3 separate regions of the Gossypium hirsutum genome follow, and regions 1 and 3 are each linked to region 2. A link is a contact called in public Hi-C data. All regions are on one chromosome and are shown on one strand. Each heading gives the region's core, a stretch centred on a gene start, on an enhancer-like site or on the middle of the called end of the contact. The rest is flanking DNA. Distances are from core to core; before and after follow the strand shown.

Region 1 (3,631 bases), core at 559-3,058, 160 kb before region 2:
ATATAAAAAAAGAACCCATACTGTCTTACTGTTCCTTTGCCTCTTTCCTCATCTGTGTTGGAACAATATCCTGAAGGAGTCCATTGTCTCTTGGTAACGAAGCTGAAGAAGAAGTAGGAGAAGTATTAAAACGTCTGTCTTGAAGGAAATCAGGGATCGAGGCATTGAAGCTAGAGCCACTAGTAGTGATACTAGTAATGTTCAAAGAAGGCGATGAGTTATATATATAGGGTTGCAATTGTTGCTGCTGATGTAAATACTGAGGTTGAGGAACAACAAAAGATGGGCCAAAACTAGAGGAGGGATCCATGTTGATTCCAATGCTTCCTCGAGGAGTTATCGGGTAGGGATGCTTGTGTTGGCCTTCGTAAGTGGTGACAACGATGGTGGGATCATCGGAGGATCTCTCGACTCTCTTCTTCACCCCACAGCCAGCGCTGGTGCAACGATAATAGCTCCTGTTTTTCAACCATATAATATAGCAATGCTTACTAAAAATGAACATTAGTGGACCAATATGAAAAGGGAGAGGGGTTATTAGATTAGATATTGATTGATACCTGGGAAAAGGGCTGTTTTTCACAGCTTTTTGGCCATACTTTCTCCATCGGTAACCATCATCTAAGTGATCAACTTCACTCTTTGTCATGAACGCAAATCTCGGTTCCCTTTGCCTTTTTTGGTTCTTCTTTTTGGGTTTCAACCTAAACCCATAAAAGCAAAAGCAAAGCTAAAAAACAAAACCTTTACTTAAAAAATCAGCAATACAAAGCAACCAAAAGTTTATCCCACACTACCCCAAATATCTAACTCAAAAACAGAAACAATAAATAGAGAGAGTGAGTATTGAATCCAAAGCCATAAATGATAGTCAAAGAAAGGTTAGCTTACTGTTTCTTTGTCTTGTCTTGATGCTGCTCTTCTTCTTCATCATCTTCAGCTTTGGTTGGTTCATGATCATTTGCAGCTTCATTAGATGAAGAAGAGAAGGAAGAAGAGTTTGGTGTTGCAGGGTTGTTTAAAACTTCAGAAGATTCCGGCAGGGTGGAGGCCGGCGATGGAAGGGCTTGAAGCTGCTTCGCGTCCAGTTGTTGGTGAAGAAGTGGTTCAGATGATGTTGAGGGAGGTGGTGGTGGAAGAATCGGTGGTGGCTGAAAGGAATCGAATAAAGAAGGGGCAATGAAATCTTGATGGATGCCAAGCAAGTCCATGAAACCTAAAGAAGACCCCCACTTAGTATCTCCATCACATGCCCCTGCTCCAGTTGCCATGTCAAAGATGCTTCCACCGGAACTGGTCGCTTCTGCTGCTGCTGCTGCTGCCGCCGCTGACGGATTCTCATCGGAAAATATTAAATTCGCCATGGAAATGAAATTCTCTTTCTTCTTCTCCACACACTTTTTCACATATTCTCCTCCATATTTTTTGTTTTTCTAAGAAACAAAAGGAACCCAAAGTTCTTATCTTTGCATTAAACCAAAAAGAGACATTTTCTTAAAAAAAAAATGATAGAAAAAGAGAGTGAGAAAATGGGGTGAAGTGTATGTGAAAAAGACTTTGGGTTGGGAATTTGGAGAACAGCTTGGGATTATAGTATAAGCATAGGAGAAGAGTAGAGACCGGCATTTGCCGGTTGATTAAGTGTACGGTACGTGGCGATTAACGGAGGCCGGTGTTGGACCGCATTTATTGTTTATGGACCGCCCCCTCTATTTTAGGTCTACCTTTGGGTACGCGTTGACGGGGGCCGTCTTTTTTACTCCTTTTCTTATTTTATTTTTTAAACAAATATTTTCTCTTTTAATTACTTACTACCTCTAATCTAACTTACCTAATCTCGTCTCTTCTCTATTTTTGCTTTCAATTTATTAAGGTGTTTTTTCTATCATTTTTCCATCTTTTTGGCTTTTCAAGGCCACCCAACTTTAGTCTTTATTTTTTAACTTCATATTAAAAAAAAAAAGTAGTACGTGAAATCTATATCATTTTTTAAAAAAAAAAGTGAGAAAAGGGTGCCACCACCTCACCATATCTGAAATTTTCTTTTCTTTTCTTTTCTTTTAAAAAAAAAACCTCTATTTCTCTTATAACTGATATTGGAAAATGAAGTAATAAATAAGCGCGTTATGAAATGCTGAGCCAATGTATGCGTCAGCTGAGTTTCTAACTCATTACTCGCCTACTTCTTCCCCGACAAAACCCACACGCCTCACCAGACATTGTCCTAAAAAATCAAATAACCTGGTTCAATCCGATTTCCGTCTATATTATTTCTTTTATTTATAACTCTTCAATTTTCATTCAATCCGAAATTCTTTTTCCAAATTATTCATTAACTTTGGCTTTTCTACATTCGACCAAAATTCACTAATTATAATACCATCATGCAAATTCAAACGTTGTGTCTTACAAATTTCAGAGTTAAAAAAGTTATATAATCTCTTGAAATTTATCCAATACTAAAAAATATATATCATTTGTGTCTTTTCTTCTATTTTACTTCAATTTAGTAATTGTTTATACTTGCTTTTTAGATGGATGCAAATTGCTTCTAGTATGGTAATGGTTTGCTTTTAAAATAGATTTGTACATCTTTTTTTCGATTGATTTGAATTGAAAAGTGGTTTTTTTCAAAAATAATTTTTAACTTTTTCTCCGCAATTAAACTTGATTGAAATGTAATTTTTCCTTAAAGCAACTATAGTGTTTGTCAAAATTGATTCAAGTAGAGAAATCTATAAAGATTTTCTAAGCTTTTTGAGATACTTCATTTGATCTAATCACATGAGTGAAAGTGATTTTTTGTCCATTTGATTGTTCTACAAGAATTTAAACTCTTTTATTCATAGTTATCTCTTATAGCTTAAAGATAAAATAACTATTTTATATTATCACTTAATTATTTTATTTTTAATTAACGATAATTCAAATTTTAATATTAAAAAAATAATCATAACTAAATTTACTCACTGATAATATTAATTTTTATTTATTTATGTGAGAATTTTCGTCTAGGGATTTTCAATTTTTGTCATTGCCGACAAAATAAAAATATAGTAATCGTGTTTTCAAAGGTACAACCAAACTTCTACGGAGAAAATCCCAAAAAAAGAAGAAAAGGAAAATGGAAGTGAAAAATGTGGAAAAAAAGTTGCAAATTTCTGTCCACCATTCTTTGCTGCTACATAAAAAGTGGTTTTGTAATTTTGTAATAAAAATGATTTCGTGAAACCACATTTGCCCCTGCATTTTGGTCCCCGAATCACGGCCGATGTCGCCTCTCTTTTCATTTACACGTGTATTTTTGTCCTCTTTTCCGTTCCTACGTGTCCCATCCAACGGCCACCTTCTCTTCCCAAACCACATGCTCTTTTACGCGGTTTTGGTATATTCTTTCCTTCTCTTGTGGTTGCTTCCCCTACACGCCATCTTCATTTTCCACTTTTAATTATTTTTTTTTCTTTTTATATTCTTCTCCCCCAAGTTTTTGCCATTTACGCCTGATTTCTATTTTTCAACCATTTTATTTACGCTTGTTTCTTTCTTTATTTGGGCTTAATTATTTATATATATATATATATATATATTATTCTTTTACTATCTCAAATTTTAAATTTTATTTTATTTTGGT
Region 2 (3,919 bases), core at 1,259-3,758:
CCTTTGATGGAAAATGCTTTAGTATTCATTGATGACATCCTACTCTACAGCAAAGATGAAAATTCTCATGCACAATTCTTTGAAGAATTCAAATCCCTTATTTTCAAATATGGGATAATGCTGTCAGAAAGAAAGATGCAAACCAACAAATCAGAAATCCAATTTCTCATGGAAAATACTCTCCAGTACCACACATTGCTCAAGAAATCCTCAAATTCCCTTCAAAAGATTCGTCCTTTAAGCAGATCCAACAATTCATTGGAATTGTTAACTATCTTAGAGATTTTATTCCTAAAGTTTCTAAGTATATTAATCCTCTGCAAAAGCTACTCAAAAAAGACCCTCCTCCATTGTCTTCTTCTCAGACAAAAGCTCTCCAAAGATTGAAGGAAATTACCCAGGATTTACCTCCACTACAAATCCCTTCAGATGGAGAGAGAATTTTACAGACAGATGCCAGTGATAAATACTGGGGAGCAATCTTGCTTGAAAAAAGAAATGGAAAAAGACAACTCTGTGGATACAAGAGTGGAAGATTCTCAGAAGCAGAAATTCATTACCACTCCACATTCAAGGAGATTCTTGCAGTTAAAAAAGGTATGGCAAAATTCAAATTCCATCTTCTGGGTTATCATTTTCTAGTAGAAATGGATATGTCTTCATTCCCAAAAATGCTCAAATTCAAATAGAAAACTGTCCCTCACCCACAACTCTTAAGATGGGTAGAATGGTTTTCTAAATTCAGTTTTGATGTTAGACATATACCAGGAAAACAAAATGTTCTCGCTGATCTACTTTCCAGACCGAAAGAAAATCCAGAAGTCTTTGCCTATAAAAGAGTTTTTTGGCCTAGATCAATCATGATGTACAGACCCTATTCCTCATCATCAACCTCTCCTACCCCATACACTGTCACTCCCAATCTTCACCCTGAATACCCTTCAGAAGTTTTTTCTCTTGTAGAAAAAAATTGTTTTCATCAGAAAGCTAGAGACATGATGTTTGAGTACTAGATTCAAGTTTTCAAAAATTTTGGGGGACTTATTCTTAAACCTTGGGGAATTCATCCAGATTATCCTTTTATACACCCAATAAGGTTTAAATTTGTTGAACAACCAAATGAATTAAAATGGTTCTTATGGTATTTCACTTATCTTTACCATATTGCCATACAGTTCGACACCCCTGATCTTCTCTACTACTTGAAAAAAGCCATCAGAGGAAACATTGAACCAGAACACCAAAATTTCTTTACTTTCCTTAGTTGGTTCCATCCTTTCCCACAATGGCTCCAGATCATTGAGCAGCATTGCAATCAGAAAAAAGGTAATTATGGAAGTTATATGATTATAATCTTCCATAAGCCTCAATACTTTGTCAAATGTGGAAAAGCAACCCAGCTCAATTCCTTTCCTACTTCATGGATCCATAAATCTCTTGAAAATGAAGTCTTCAAAGATGATGTTCAATATCGGGAATTACAAAAGTTTCTTTGCCAGCTCAACAGGATTATTCCATTTGAGATATGGCCACCTCCAGATATTGATGCACCATGGGACACCTGGCCAAGGACATACACACCTTATCATGAAGCAGTCCTAAAGACTCTCCGTGAATATCATGAAGGAATTCTTGACCCCACAGAATGGTCTCAAGATTACCCGTGGCAATACAGCCAAATCAGTCTTGCTAAGATAGAATTACACGATGAAAAAGAAAAAGGAAAAGATGAAGAAATGACCTGCTGCAGTGAAGATTCCATGGATAGTGCTCAGCTTCCCCATTCAAATGTAAACAGCTGAAAACCACTTGTCCGGAATCTTGCTTTAAATAATTAAAGTATTTTGCTTTATGTCAAATAATGTCTGATATCAGTCCTGTTTTTACTTTATGTACTGTTTACTTTATGCTTTAATGACTGATCCTTATCCAAAGTACTGTTTATTATTTTGTTGTATTACATCTCCTTCAGCTATAAAAGGAGGATGTATTCTCATTGTAAAAACCACAAAGAAGTTTTATAAAAATCCAGTGTGTTTTTCTACTTATGGCTTTCTAAAGTTTTTCCTTTTCTCTGAATCATCTTCTTCTTAGAAAGTTTCAGATGAGTTTATAAAGAGTTTACAATAAAGTATGCTCTGTGCTTGCCATATAATGGATCCTGCACATCAGAAATATTGAAATTCTGATCAACAATACTTATATTGATATGGATAGCATATGTCTCTTGAATTAAGGCTTTGTTGCTAAAAGGCAGTGCCTGTTGAATAACCCGTGTGGATGAAAGGTTTAAGTTTTGGCATAGCATACTTGCAACAATTCCTTCTTTTTTACAATCCCTGTGTTTATCCATACCCGTATTGGTATTAATAATTAATAATTATATATCTAATAGATATAGCCTTTATCAAGAGAGAGATTCCCCTTTGGCTATTCGTTTGAGTGGATAAGACGCCATCAAAGCCGTCCGTTTTTAACCAGGCAATCCAATGGTGTTAGACTCACGAACAAAAGCGTCATGTGCTGGTCTTGGAAACACTCGATCCTTTTCTTTTGCTTTTGGCGGCAACTCCGGTCGCATTTTTTCGTCTAAATTGAAAATTTCTCTGGTTAAGTAGTCATTTTAGATTCGATTCAGAACCCTAGAAAAAGAGAGATAGAATGGCGTCGGGTGCCGGAGACTGGTCGGCGGAACAGATCGATGATTACGAGACGTTAATTTCGACGACCGATGTGGAGCTCTTGAAGAGAGCATGGCGTAATGAGAAAGCGTCTCCTGAGATCCTTCCTTTCGAGGAAGCTCTGGTTAAAAGAGCTAAAGAGCAGATCCAGTTGATGGTACTATTTCTCAATCTCATACATAACCCTCTCTCTCTGTTTGTTTTTGGGGAAATTCTGCATTGACAAATAAAGATTAACCTATAATTATTCTCAATTATACGTTTCTATTTTTTTTTTGTTTGCTTCTATTTACGTTATTTACTGGAATGTCGAAACGTTTTCGATCTGGATTTTTTTTTAATATTTAAGAGAGAAGTTAATCTTAATTGAATACTTGTAGGAACTGATTTTGAGATTAAATTGAAAGTTAACCTATTGTAACATATTAATTAAGGTTTACAATTTTCTCAATAGGTAGAATTTAACTCTATAGTTGCAATTTCAGCTTTAGTGCCCAAAATTTCTCCGGATTTTGAACTCGATGAAAAAAAAATCGAAGTCCTGTCGAAAAATTATTCCTTTTCTTTGAGACTGAATTGGTGCAAAAATTTGCAGGAGGAAACAGTAGACGACTTTGCAGAAAGTGGTCATGATCCTCTCATTGCATCACTGTATCAGATGGACCTGGATAGGGCTCAATTTTTGCTGAGATCTTATCTTCGGGTTCGGCTGCAGAAGGTGGACTTCTAATTCTCCCTGTCTGTTTTCTTTTGGTTTTATCTTCAGCTTGTGTTGTTCCTGGGAAAGCTGAAAAATGATACTATTCTTCGAACGGAGTTTGAGATCAATTGAACCATTCTGGTTCTGCCATTTACTGATTTCTGTATGAATTGCTGCCTGAAATCTCTTATATTTTCTCATTGAATTTCTGGGTCATGATGTTGGTGCAGATTGAGAAATTCATGTTTCATATCTGGAAAATGGATACTTATAGGAACCGGCTTTCAATAGAAGAGGAAAAGTTTACCGAAAGGTAAAAGGCTCTGAGAGTTGAATTATATTTATTAAGTTTATTTGGCAAACTTGGTTTAAAACTCCATATTCTGGGTATAGATGAGCATCTTAATATATCCGAAAAGTTATCTTTAAAATTTGATTTCATGGTTTCAGGTGTATTCGTGATATTGGGAAACATCTTGAAGAAACTGTTCTGTCAAAATTGCCTGATAATTATCAGTCTGTATTAAAGCAGTCGATT
Region 3 (4,192 bases), core at 346-2,845, 190 kb after region 2:
TCAAGAGTAATAGTAAATATGAAGCAATATAGTAGACCTCTCTTGCGAAAAAAGAAATTGATATACAAAAGAATTCATATGGTTAATATTCTTGCCACTATCAAGAGTAATAGTAAATATGAAGCAATATAGTAGACCTCTCTTGCGGAACCAGCAGGAACCATGGCCTCCTTCAGTGCCTTCTCAAGCGCAATCAATTCTGGCTGTCCTGCCTATAGTAGAACAAATAAGTGAAGAACAACAGTAACAACTCAGTTTAGATATCTAGCTGAAGCTTAAACCAGTAGTAATTATTAAGATGCAATAAGGAATGAAAAAACTTACAGGAAATGTGTTATAAACAACATGATGTTCGATATCAAGGGGCTCCTTGGTCTCGAGACAGGAAGGCCTATGAGAGGGAAAGCTAACTCTCAGAAACTCCTCCAATTTCTGTGCATCGACATTGTACCGATAGCCACCATCTCCATTGAGACCAATTAGCACCATATTCACCTCGAGCGGAACCTGAAATGGAACCTGCACAACAGAACTTGTTCTAATCATAACCATAGATGAGTAAAACTAAGCTAACAGCCACAACCTCTTCATGTTTCTAGGGATTTCAGGAACGCAATTTAAATTTTGAATCACATTTTGGGAGAGATCAACTACGTAGCTCATTCACTCAAGTCGAAACCTATAATATTGGTAAGTTCCTTTAAAGTAATCACTAAAACAACAAAAAATCAATGAAAATTGGCGAGAAAAATGTCCATATAAGTTTCTTTAGAGATTTAACAAGATTTTTAGAAAGGGAACCTTTTCTAATCATAACCAGAGATGAGAAGAACTAAGCTAGCAGCCACTAACTCTTCAAGGTTCGAGAGATTTTCAGAACGCAATTCGAATTTTGAATTACATTTTAGGATAGATCAACTGTGTAGCTCAAATTCAGTCAATTCGAGTCCTATAATTTTCGTAAATTCGACGCTCTAAATTAATAATTAAAATGAAAAAACCTCGATGAAAACCCGATATTATTAATAATATGAATTTTTTCAAAAAAGAAAAAGAAAACTCGATGAAAATTGGCGAGGAAAAAGTCGTCATAATTTCTTCACAGATTTAACAAGATTTTCAGAGCGAGAATCGATTACCTCAGCACGCGCGTGGAGCGTGCGGCGAACATCGGATCGGACGCTGTCGCGAACTTCGAGGAATGCGCTATGGTGCCAGTGAGGGTGATCAGGGTCTCTTTTGAACGCTTGTTGAGTAGAATCGGATAAAGTTGCGAGTCCACTGAGTGTAACGAGAAATATCGAACATGATAACATAGACGATAACCTCGATCTCGATTCCATTTCAGTGATAAAAACAGAGGAGAAATGCGTGAAAATGGTTACTCAATTAATTTTGTATGAGCTTTTTAGCCACTACCGGCGATGACTTGCGCCTAGACTGAACTGGGAATTAATAATTTACGAAGTTTCCAAAATGATGCCTGCTTTTGTGGTTAAATTACGAGATGTAGAATGAAAACATTTTATAATGAGCCTTTTGATTTTGGGCAATCAATTTTCAACTTGAAGCAGCCCACCCCATCTTCTTTCATCAAATTACGACCGGTTAAACTTGGTGTATATTTTTCCCTTTGTTGTTTATGTTTAATTAGTACTTAATTTTAAAAATAGTTAAATAATTTGACATTTTTATTTAAAAACGTGTTTTTCCAGTGAAAAGAAAATTAAAATGATGAAAAATTGAAGGATGAAAAAATAAAAAGATAAAAGAAAATATTATTTTTCTTTTTATATATGTGTCGAGTAGAAAAGATGGAAAAGATTTTTTTCCTCCATTACCTGGTAAAATTGAAAGATTTAATGAAATAAAATAAAATATTTGAAATATATATAATTTAAACTAAGAGACACTTCTCCCACTTTCTCTCCAATCACCATTTCAATTTGGAAGAATTTATTTTTATGTATTAGAATGAAAAATTATTGTTTCTCTCATTTTCTTTCCCACCCAGCATATTTAAAATTTATTTTCTTTCCATTTTTCCACTCCCTTCTGACATTGCTCCACTTTTTTTCCTAACCAATCACACCCTTAAGCTTTGTTTGGTACAAAGGAAAGAAATTTAGAAAATTGGAGAGGAAAACTAGAAGGATGGAAAATATAAATTTTCTTTCAGTGGATATGCTTGGTAAAAAAGATGAAAAAAAATAATTTTTTTCTCTTAATTGCTTAGTAGAGTTGAAAAATGAAAGGAAAGCAAATAAAACAATCAAAAAATGTAAAATTTGAACAAACATACACTTCTCTCCCATTTTCTCTTTTCTGATCATTTTAATTTAGAAAGATTAATTTTTATACATTAGAATGGAAAATGATATCTCTCTTATTTTATTTTCTCTCACTTTTCTTCCCAACTAAGTACACTCTAAATTTATTTTCTTTCTATTTTTCCATTTTCTCCTTCTATTCCTCTATTTTTTTCATCCAACCAAATACACCTTAAAGTCATATGCAATAGTATAAACTTAAAAGGAATAGGTGCTTTTTTTTTTTTGAAAAAACACTTTTGGAATCAAAATAATATTCTTAGCCCTCATTTATCATTATACTTATTTTTTGTAATATTTATATTAGGTATACAATTATTTCACTTCTTGAAATTTATTTCAGCATTATTTATTGGAACTAATTTGTATTCTTATGTGATGCACAATTATATATATTAACTTTTTAATTCTTTTTTAACATTAATTTATGTTAATTTCTTCAAAAAATATTATTAAATTAAAAAATTAATGTAAATAAAAATATTTAACTAATTTAGAATAAGTTATATTAGTGTTATTTGATCTTAAAATTATTTACTATTAAAACAATACAAAAATTCATCATGGTATAAATATTAATATTAATACATTATAGTTTAAAACTATTATTAATAATATTAATATATTATAATTTAAAAATATTATTAATAATTTCTTACAGGTTATTTATTTTATATATATTGTTAAATTAATTTGTTTTAATCTTTAAATTGTTAATATTCAATTTTTGTAATTTTGTATTTATTTTTGTGCTACTTTAATCAATGAATATAATTAATTCTTATTATATTTGAAAAATATAAATTTAATTTGATAAATGTTATTAATATATGTCTTTCTTTAAAAATACATTTTAAGCTTCACAATTTAATATTCATTAATTTTATATTACAACGTTAAAATTGAATTCATTTAAGTAAAATATTTTACGTCGATAAATGTTATTATTATATGTCTTTCTTCTTGGTGTAAAGTAAAGAACAGATGATTACATGGATTTATACATAGATATAGTGCCTCTAATACTATCTTCTTATAGTATTTCTTTGATTGCAACGGGAAGATCTTCGAACATATGTAAGTCTTCATCGTTCAATGAAGCAATTTTTGCTATTGCATCCGCTGCCTTACTAAATTCTCTAGGGATGTATTCCTAGAATCACTTCTTTTTAGTTGATAAAATCTATTGAATTCGCCTAACCAAGGCAGAATTTGATCCTTCAAGTTTACTGTCGCCAATGATTTTAATGACCTCAAGATTATCAGATTGGATGACGACCTCATCATAACATTGTTTTTGAATCAGTAATATTAAACCATCTAAAATGCTCCAAAGTTCTGCAATAAAAATTGAGCACTTCCCCAAAAAACGATTATAGCCCAAAATCCACTTCTCCTTTCCATCTCGTATTACTCCACCTACACTAGAAAAACCTGAAACAGTTTGAACAAATCAATCAATGTTAAGGAAAAAATGCATACCTGAATTTGTTTGTTCAGAGTGGTATTGCGAATTCGACTTCAAATATTCTTTATAAACTAAGGAATATTGGTTTGACCAACTATATGAAATCTTAATGATTTCATCTGGACTCATTGGTTTACCTAGGAAAATGATTAAATTTTGATTTTTCCATATGTGCCAAAGTAATAACTTGAAGAAACATGCCCATTCCAATTCTTTCATGTTAAGGTTTGACTAAACCTCCGATAAATTAGCATAGAAAAAATGCTACTTCAAATTTGGTGGGAGAACAAGTTTCCATATATCCTTTGCGTACGAGAAATCTCTAAGAACATGTAATGCATCCTCGAATTCATGGCCAAAAAGGTGACATGACTTATCTTGTCCAATCCCCTTA

The links. A called contact is a pair of places that touch in the nucleus more often than the background predicts.
Region 1: a contact with region 2 is called in a Hi-C map of leaf, with 3 times the contacts expected there. The contact joins the promoter of LOC107896591 here to the promoter of LOC107896602 in region 2. A contact is called at or near these places in 9 of 34 Hi-C or Micro-C datasets (callus, hypocotyl, leaf and 1 more).
Region 3: a contact with region 2 is called in a Hi-C map of leaf, with 2.5 times the contacts expected there. The contact joins the promoter of LOC107896599 here to the promoter of LOC107896602 in region 2. A contact is called at or near these places in 15 of 34 Hi-C or Micro-C datasets (anther, callus, fibers and 2 more).

The regions. Positions count from the first base shown.
Region 1 is chrA10:101,806,229-101,809,859 of Gossypium_hirsutum_v2.1, reverse strand. It overlaps LOC107896591 (probable WRKY transcription factor 48), which reads right to left and starts at 1,808. Exons shown (of 3, transcript XM_016821788.2): 1 at 892-1,808; 2 at 561-704; 3 at 1-458. The coding sequence starts at 1,364. The coding sequence ends at 26.
Region 2 is chrA10:101,643,879-101,647,797 of Gossypium_hirsutum_v2.1, reverse strand. LOC107896602 (DNA replication complex GINS protein SLD5) reads left to right here and starts at 2,508. Exons shown (of 6, transcript XM_016821805.2): 1 at 2,508-2,838; 2 at 3,277-3,399; 3 at 3,612-3,694; 4 at 3,832-3,919. The coding sequence starts at 2,662.
Region 3 is chrA10:101,452,539-101,456,730 of Gossypium_hirsutum_v2.1, reverse strand. It overlaps LOC107896599, which reads right to left and starts at 1,595. Exons shown (of 16, transcript XM_041079142.1): 1 at 1,140-1,595; 2 at 325-519; 3 at 138-212. The coding sequence starts at 1,343.